Regions from separate parts of the Gossypium hirsutum genome. Here region 2 is linked to region 1. Evidence: chromatin contacts called from public Hi-C data. All regions are on one chromosome and are shown on one strand. Each heading gives the region's core, a stretch centred on a gene start, on an enhancer-like site or on the middle of the called end of the contact. The rest is flanking DNA. Distances are from core to core; before and after follow the strand shown.

Region 1 (3,484 bases), core at 746-3,245:
CATACCAGTAGATTCCTTCTTCGTTTCTACATCCACATTGAAAGTGGCACCACAAACATGTCCCGAACTGTCCACTCTTGGCACCGGTTTCAACTCGTTAAGGGGATGCTCATAGCTCCTTAACCCTCCCGAGGATGTGAAGAAGCACCCTGAAATCAAATTGCAAAACATCAACAGTGAAGCTCTCATGCGATGATAATCATATTAACAACATAACCCATAATCGGTTTCAATTTTTGCTAGTTTCTTCATGATTTACCTTTCGGGAATGGAGCAAAAGACTTCCCGCAGCCTTTCTTGACAGTCTCCCTGTCATCTGCAAGGACAAGATGGCCTTCAGCATCAGTACCCCAAAAGAAAGGTACACTTCCATCAGCATCCTGCAGAAGACAAAGGTGAAAAACCGAAACCTAACAATAACATCCATTGCATTAGGTTCACTTACCGCAGCTATAAACGTAGCTTTTGAAGAGCTATCGTAGATAATGAAAGCAAACTTCCCTTGGATATCTCTTACAACCTGGTCAGGAGGGTATGGACCTCTGTCTCGAAGCGTCCTGTAAGCTTCAATAACAATGATACCCTCATTTGCAGTTTTGTTCAACCCATATTGTTGCTTAAGAACAGCAACATTCTCAATGTGGCCTTGAAACAAGCAGAAAATGTCATCCACAACTGCAAAGAGCCTGGAAACATCAAACCAAAAACATTGAAATGTCAGTTTTCAAATCTCCATAGCATCGCAGATCCACCGATAAAAGGATCGCTTTCAAACAAATCTTTGTTGGTTAGAATCTTCATTTTTCTTGAAATATATTCATGTTCACTGCTCATACTAGGCAAATATTTGAATATAGTGGGATTTAAGTACGGGGAGAGGATCCTTCAATGACCCCGGAGAACAAAAATTGATCACAGTTGACCTATAACCCCACCAACCCTTAAATCAACCTCCTATTAGGTAGGATAACAAGAAATGCCAACTGAGTTAAAAGTCTCCATCGGCAACTGTAAATCCATCTTAAATTTTATTATAAAAAGAATACGTATTATTAGTCAACTTTCATGAATCCACGTAGAATTTAGACGGATTTTCATTAATATTATGATCAATTTTATTTATTTTCAGCAACATCAAACATTCTCGGATTAAATTGATCAGTTCTGTAATCCAAGGACTATATTGCAATTTTGAAAAGGGACTACCTAGTAACGTGAAGAAGATCAAAGAATCAAGACAAACAAACAAGAATACTTAGATTTTCAAAGAAACCAATAATAACATAAAATCTTTGTATCCAATTTGAGCCATACAAAAACAAAAAAGGGGAAAACTCAGTTAAAATAAGGGGAAAGTGACAAACTTTCCACAAATTTTCAGCACCCAATGAAACAATAAACAAGGGGGGAAACCCAGAAATATTCAGGATTAAATCAGTCCAAAAAAAAAGACCTAATAATGAAATCTTGATCAATGATAAAAGGAAAAGAGAAAACCATAACCTGGGCAGAAGTGGGTTTTGTTTATCAAGAGAGTAAGCCATGAAACCAGAAGAACCAAGATTGACAGTGACTGAACCAGGATGAAGAGTGGCAAAATGGGTAGCCAAGAAGCCATTGTTGAGGGCTGAAGCTGCTTCAGAATCACCAGAAACTTTAAGAGCATCGGGGCTCTTGGCAATCGATTTCTCAAAAACTGCTAACATATTCTTTCCAATACTTTCAGAGAAACAAAACAACAAAAAATGGTAATTTGGTTTGATCTTTCTTTGATTGATTGATATCCCTGTTGATGTGGCCAATACGAAAGATCGGGAAATTTTTACACACACTTGTCAACTTAAGGCAGTCTTTTAATTTCCATTTCTGTCCTTTGTCTAATTTTTATTTTATATTAAATTATGAAACCTGAAAGTTCTGGCAAACTCCCTAAAGAAAACAAAAGAAAGTTCTGGCAAACAAATAAATGGTTTACATTTTTTCGAAATGTGTCTCATTTTTAATAAATACAATTTACTTCATTAAATATATTTTTGAGTTTTTTACCCAAATATTATAAAAAAAATTTATACACGAAAATAGGTTGTCAAACAGATTAATTACGAAAATGATAGACTTTTTGAGGCTGTGCCTACCTGACAGGCACAACTCATTATTTTATTATTATTTTTTTGTTTTGAAAAATTATTATTATATTATTTTTAATATTTATATTAATATATAGATAAAAATACGGATTTTATACGGATAAAAAATACCCGAAATGGGTCGAGCTTGTCAGGTAGGCATGACTAGTCGCGCCTGACAGGCAGGCACAACACCCTGCACATTTCCCTTTTCTTTCTTTGCATTTTACAAAAAATTAGTCTTATATCACTTTTGGTCCTTTTACTAGGCCTAAAATTAAAATTCAATCTTTATACTTCAAAAATTTTATCAGAATAATTAACAATATTAATTATTTGAAAAAATTATAAAAAATAGGACCAAATATTATTGTAGAAATTCAAGTATAAAAATTGAATTTTAATTTTAGGCCTAGTAGAGGGACCAAAAGTGATATAAGACTAATTTTTTGTAAAATGCAAAGAAAGAAAAGGGAAATGTGCAAGGTGTTGTGCCTGCCTGTCAGGCGCGACTTGTCGTGCCTACCTGACAGGCTCGACCCGTTTCGGGTATTTTTTATCAGTGTAAAACCCGTATTTTTATCCATATATTAATATAAATATTAAAGATAATATAATAATAATTTTTTAAAACAAAAAAAAAATAATAATAAAATAATGAGTTGTGCCTGTCAGGTAAGCACGACCCCAAAAAGTATATCATTTTCGTAATTAATCTAGCTTACAACCTATTTTCGTGTATAATTTTTTTATAATATTGGGGTAAAAAACCCTATATTTTTGTTTGAAAATATTTAAAAATTTTGAAATAGATTTTTATTATTTTAAGTACCATTTAATTAAATATGATATTAAAGTAAATAAAATGTTTATTATCATTGATACATATAATAATTTTGTGTAATTTCTTTTTCAATTATAAACTAGCTATTCGAAGGGGTTTTCAATTTTTTTTTACTTTAAGTAATAGTAATATTTTATTTTAAATTTATTTATTAAATATTTCTAGTAATAAAAAATTAAAATTTTGGTAAATTTTTTTAATTAGACATGTATTTTAAATTTATTTTTAATTAAAATCCATCATTTACAAATATATATATATTTAAATATAATGAATCAGATTAGACATATTCTTGGAATGAGGGGCGTAGTTAAGGGTTGGCAAGTGCCTAACTCCTTAAAATAAAAAATTATTTATTTAGGCTCTTTAGAAATTTTACAATTTTAAATTAATAAAGATAAAATTATATTTTAGCCCCTTCTAAAAATGATAAAAAATTTGATTTAATCTTTTAAAAATGACAAATATATAAACTATTAAAAATTACTATTTAATTTTCACCTCCCAAAAATAT
Region 2 (3,622 bases), core at 683-3,182, 210 kb before region 1:
GCAACAAATTGATAGAACACATCTATTTACAACATCAAGAAAGCATATTCATATAAACACTTTTAGAATCCGAGATTTAATCCTTACTTGAGAACCATCCAGTAAGTCCATCCTAAAGAATTTGACATTCGAGTTATTTGAACTGCACTCTGAATTATATGTTTCTTTTCTACAAGTAACTTCCCATTTTCCTGTAAGAGAAAAGCTATCATGATTCTTACGGAAAGCGAAAAATGATCTTTTAACTTTCCGAAGGAACAAAACGTGAGGCAAATAGGCATAAATGTAAACTAGAAAACACAACTAGAAGTGTAATTATGAGCCTGTAAAACATAAGCTTATCGAACACTAACAAGCTAGGATTAGCTTGCACAATTACCAACCGACCACAAATGTTATGCATACTCCTTTGACATAAAAATCCGAAATTCCAAATTTAATGATTCACCTATGTGATAGATCTTCAACAAAGGGTGATTAGAACAATAAAAGTTCCACAGTTAACATCAAAAGATAAAGACCAAGCACAACCATCAGTTTGACAAACTCTTGATGCAGATGGCTTGGACTCACCTCTACCGTTTACAAATTTATGCACATTGTTAGATGAAGAATTGTTCAACCAAAAACTGCATAGTACTGATTTCCGGAAAAATATCATATTCTTCGAGCCTCTAATCCCGTGTGTTCTACAAAAAGAAAAAAGAAAAGGCAACTACATAAACTGAAAAAGAAAGAGCAAAACTTCAGACCACATGCTATGTTGGATAAGCTAAATAATTATCCAATTGATCAGGCAAAAAGACAAGGGAAGAAAAACCAATTTTGTCTATGATGGAACGGTTTTAACCTCGAATCCACTACTTGCAGAACCAGCACAGCCATGCTACAAGAACTGGTCAACCATTTTGTAGCTTTTAGAAAGTGCAACAGTAAAAAAACTTGCTATGTTACTTGGGTTGGTGTGTAGTCCCGAGTATGGATGTGTCCAACAAAAGTATATTTAATTTTCTAAGTTTTCCATGTATTTGAAGAGTCCTTTGAGAGTCATATCCATATTTGTGTCTGGCCATGTGGAGGACATGAGTACTTCGGTTTAACTATAATGCATGCTACTGTGATATACGTACTTTAGAAAACTGTAATGTTATTATTCGGGTTTCGATAATGAGTGCCCTTAGAGCAGTCTTTAAGGTGTAAAAGCGTACAACAGTCAAATATATTCATAAAATTGAAGAGTTTGAGCATCATAGAACATGTTATATATAATGTCAATGTTTCGGAGAGTTAGCAAACTTGGCAGACCAAAAACTCATAAAGGCACGCCACCACCACCCCCAACAAAAACCAAACCTATAACAGCATACATAATTATATAGAGAATTAGTCCATTAACATTGAAGAATTAAAGAAAAAAATAGGGTTTGTCTGAATCAATTAAACTAAGTTTGGGGAGGATAACTGGATACAAACCAATTGAACTAAAATTCAGCCCACTTCCTACTTAAGGACAATTGAATGAACTAATTGAAGTAAGTTTAGGGTTTAAAAAATGGAGTGTTTTAAGTTCATAAGACGAGCAGTAATGCATTATTACCAGAAATTCAATGAAACCCAACTTCAATAACTCATGTTCAGAGCAAAGAAAAAGATACAAAAGTACCTAGTAGAAGAGGATGGTTGAGTGAACTTGGAAATTGTTGGAGACAACCACCATGGCTGAGGGCTTTGAAACTGACAAAGATGGATCATCTTTGCTTCACTTTTTTCTTGGTGAGAGGGCCGAAAAGAGAAACAAACTAAAATTTATTAGAAAAAAGAAAACTTGAAATGTAGATAAACTTTTTGTTATAAGAAAAATATGGACAGAAAGTGGAGTTAGAAATATGAAATATGAAGTTTTAAGACAAAAATGAGAGCCAAAAAAATTTTGGAAGGAAGTGAAAGTGGACCAGTACTTAGAGGCAATAAGCATGTGCTCATTACTTATTAATTAGCCACGTTGTAGAATTTGAGATAAGATACACTATAATTGTATCTAAATACCCAGTGAGATTCATATTCTTCACAAAAGGTTGGGCCCGGGTTAGATTCGAGTCCGTAATTGTTCACAAAAGGTTGGGCCCAGATTAGATTTGAGTCCCTAATTGTAATGATTAGGTTTGTTTTTCATTTTAAGTCAATGTTTTGTGTGAGTTTTTGTTCAATTTTTCAGTTTTTCATCCGTTGTTCATTGTATTAAATGGACTCTACTTTATAGTTGGTAGGATTATATTTGTATTTATAATTATATTTTGGGCTAAATTGTATAATAAAAATTTTATATTTTCATATATTTTAATTAATTTTCATCTTTTATTTTTAAGAATTTAGTTTAATTTAAAAATTCAGGTCTAATTGTTGACATTTTAAAATTTCTTCACTTAAATATGTTGGTTGGCATTTTAAAATAAAAAAAAATCAACTAGTAATCATGTAAAGAAAAAATGACTTTATAATCTATTTGAATTTAACAAAGAATTTTAATGGTGTTGATAATTTTTAAAAATTGATATTAATATTTTAATCAGAATAAAGTATTAGACAAACTAATGACATTATAAAAATTGAAGTATCAAATTATGTAAAAAAATTAAAGCATCAAGGTTAAATCTCAAACTTGAGAATAATAAAAAAATCAAAACTGAAATTTAACTATTATTACATAATATTAAAAAAAAACAAAAGTTTTAATTAACAATGAGGCCTTGTCGTAGTTGGCGAAAGTAGAGACTCTTAGTCTTAAGTGCCTTGGTTCGATAACTACCATATGTAGTTAAATGTTTAGAATTTCAAATCCCACCATAAGTTGTTGTCATATATAAGTTTTAGTTCAGTTAATCAGTTCATAGAATGCTTATGCAGTAACATTTTGATTATTGTCCTAGTTTTAGTTCATTTGTGCTTTAATAATTTAATTCCACATTTAATAGTTTAAAAATTATATAAAAATATAAAAAATAAAAATATTTTTATAATATTAATTACCTTTAAAATAAAGATATTTTAATAATTTTACAATTAAATTATTGTCAAGTTAACTTATGATGAATTAGAAGTTACACTTGCAGCTACTCTACTTTAATATTATGTATTATATAAATTAATATAAATTAGGGATAAATCAATTATTATGTTACTATGCAATATGTTGCATGAAATTTAAGATAGTGTTTTAATTGAATTCATTACAAACATATAAAAAATATATTATCGAGAAATGCGTAGTTTTTAATTATCATTCGACATCTGGCATTGTGACTACGTAAGTAGCAACACTAATTTTTTGATCGTTGTATAGCATATATTGTATTTGTTTTTCTGAATACTTAATAGTTAAAAGATAATTTAAATGGAATGGAACAATAAGTTTAGAAATTATAAATAATGGTAAATAGGAAACAATTGTAGTTGTTTAGAGTTTACCTTGTATTTCAGATAAAATATGGTTGATGTCGGAACGAGAAAGAGTCGATGTTCTGACGACATGACACAGACATCATAATGAGAAGATTCACCACGCTCGACGACACGATGAAAGGCGTCCTGAAGAGACAGAATACCATGTCATGACATGATCCTC

The links. A called contact is a pair of places that touch in the nucleus more often than the background predicts.
Region 2: a Hi-C map of hypocotyl shows a contact between it and region 1, with 2.3 times the contacts expected there. The contact joins the promoter of LOC107888891 here to the promoter of LOC107897761 in region 1. A contact is called at or near these places in 3 of 34 Hi-C or Micro-C datasets (anther, hypocotyl and leaf).

What each region holds. Positions count from the first base shown.
Region 1 is chrA09:53,997,052-54,000,535 of Gossypium_hirsutum_v2.1, reverse strand. LOC107897761 (stem-specific protein TSJT1) reads right to left here and starts at 1,995. Exons shown (of 4, transcript XM_016823333.2): 1 at 1,504-1,995; 2 at 446-686; 3 at 260-380; 4 at 1-149. The coding sequence starts at 1,706.
Region 2 is chrA09:54,209,099-54,212,720 of Gossypium_hirsutum_v2.1, reverse strand. LOC107888891 (putative ion channel POLLUX-like 2) reads right to left here and starts at 1,932. Exons shown (of 24, transcript XM_016813151.2): 1 at 1,664-1,932; 2 at 574-689; 3 at 88-191. The coding sequence starts at 1,752.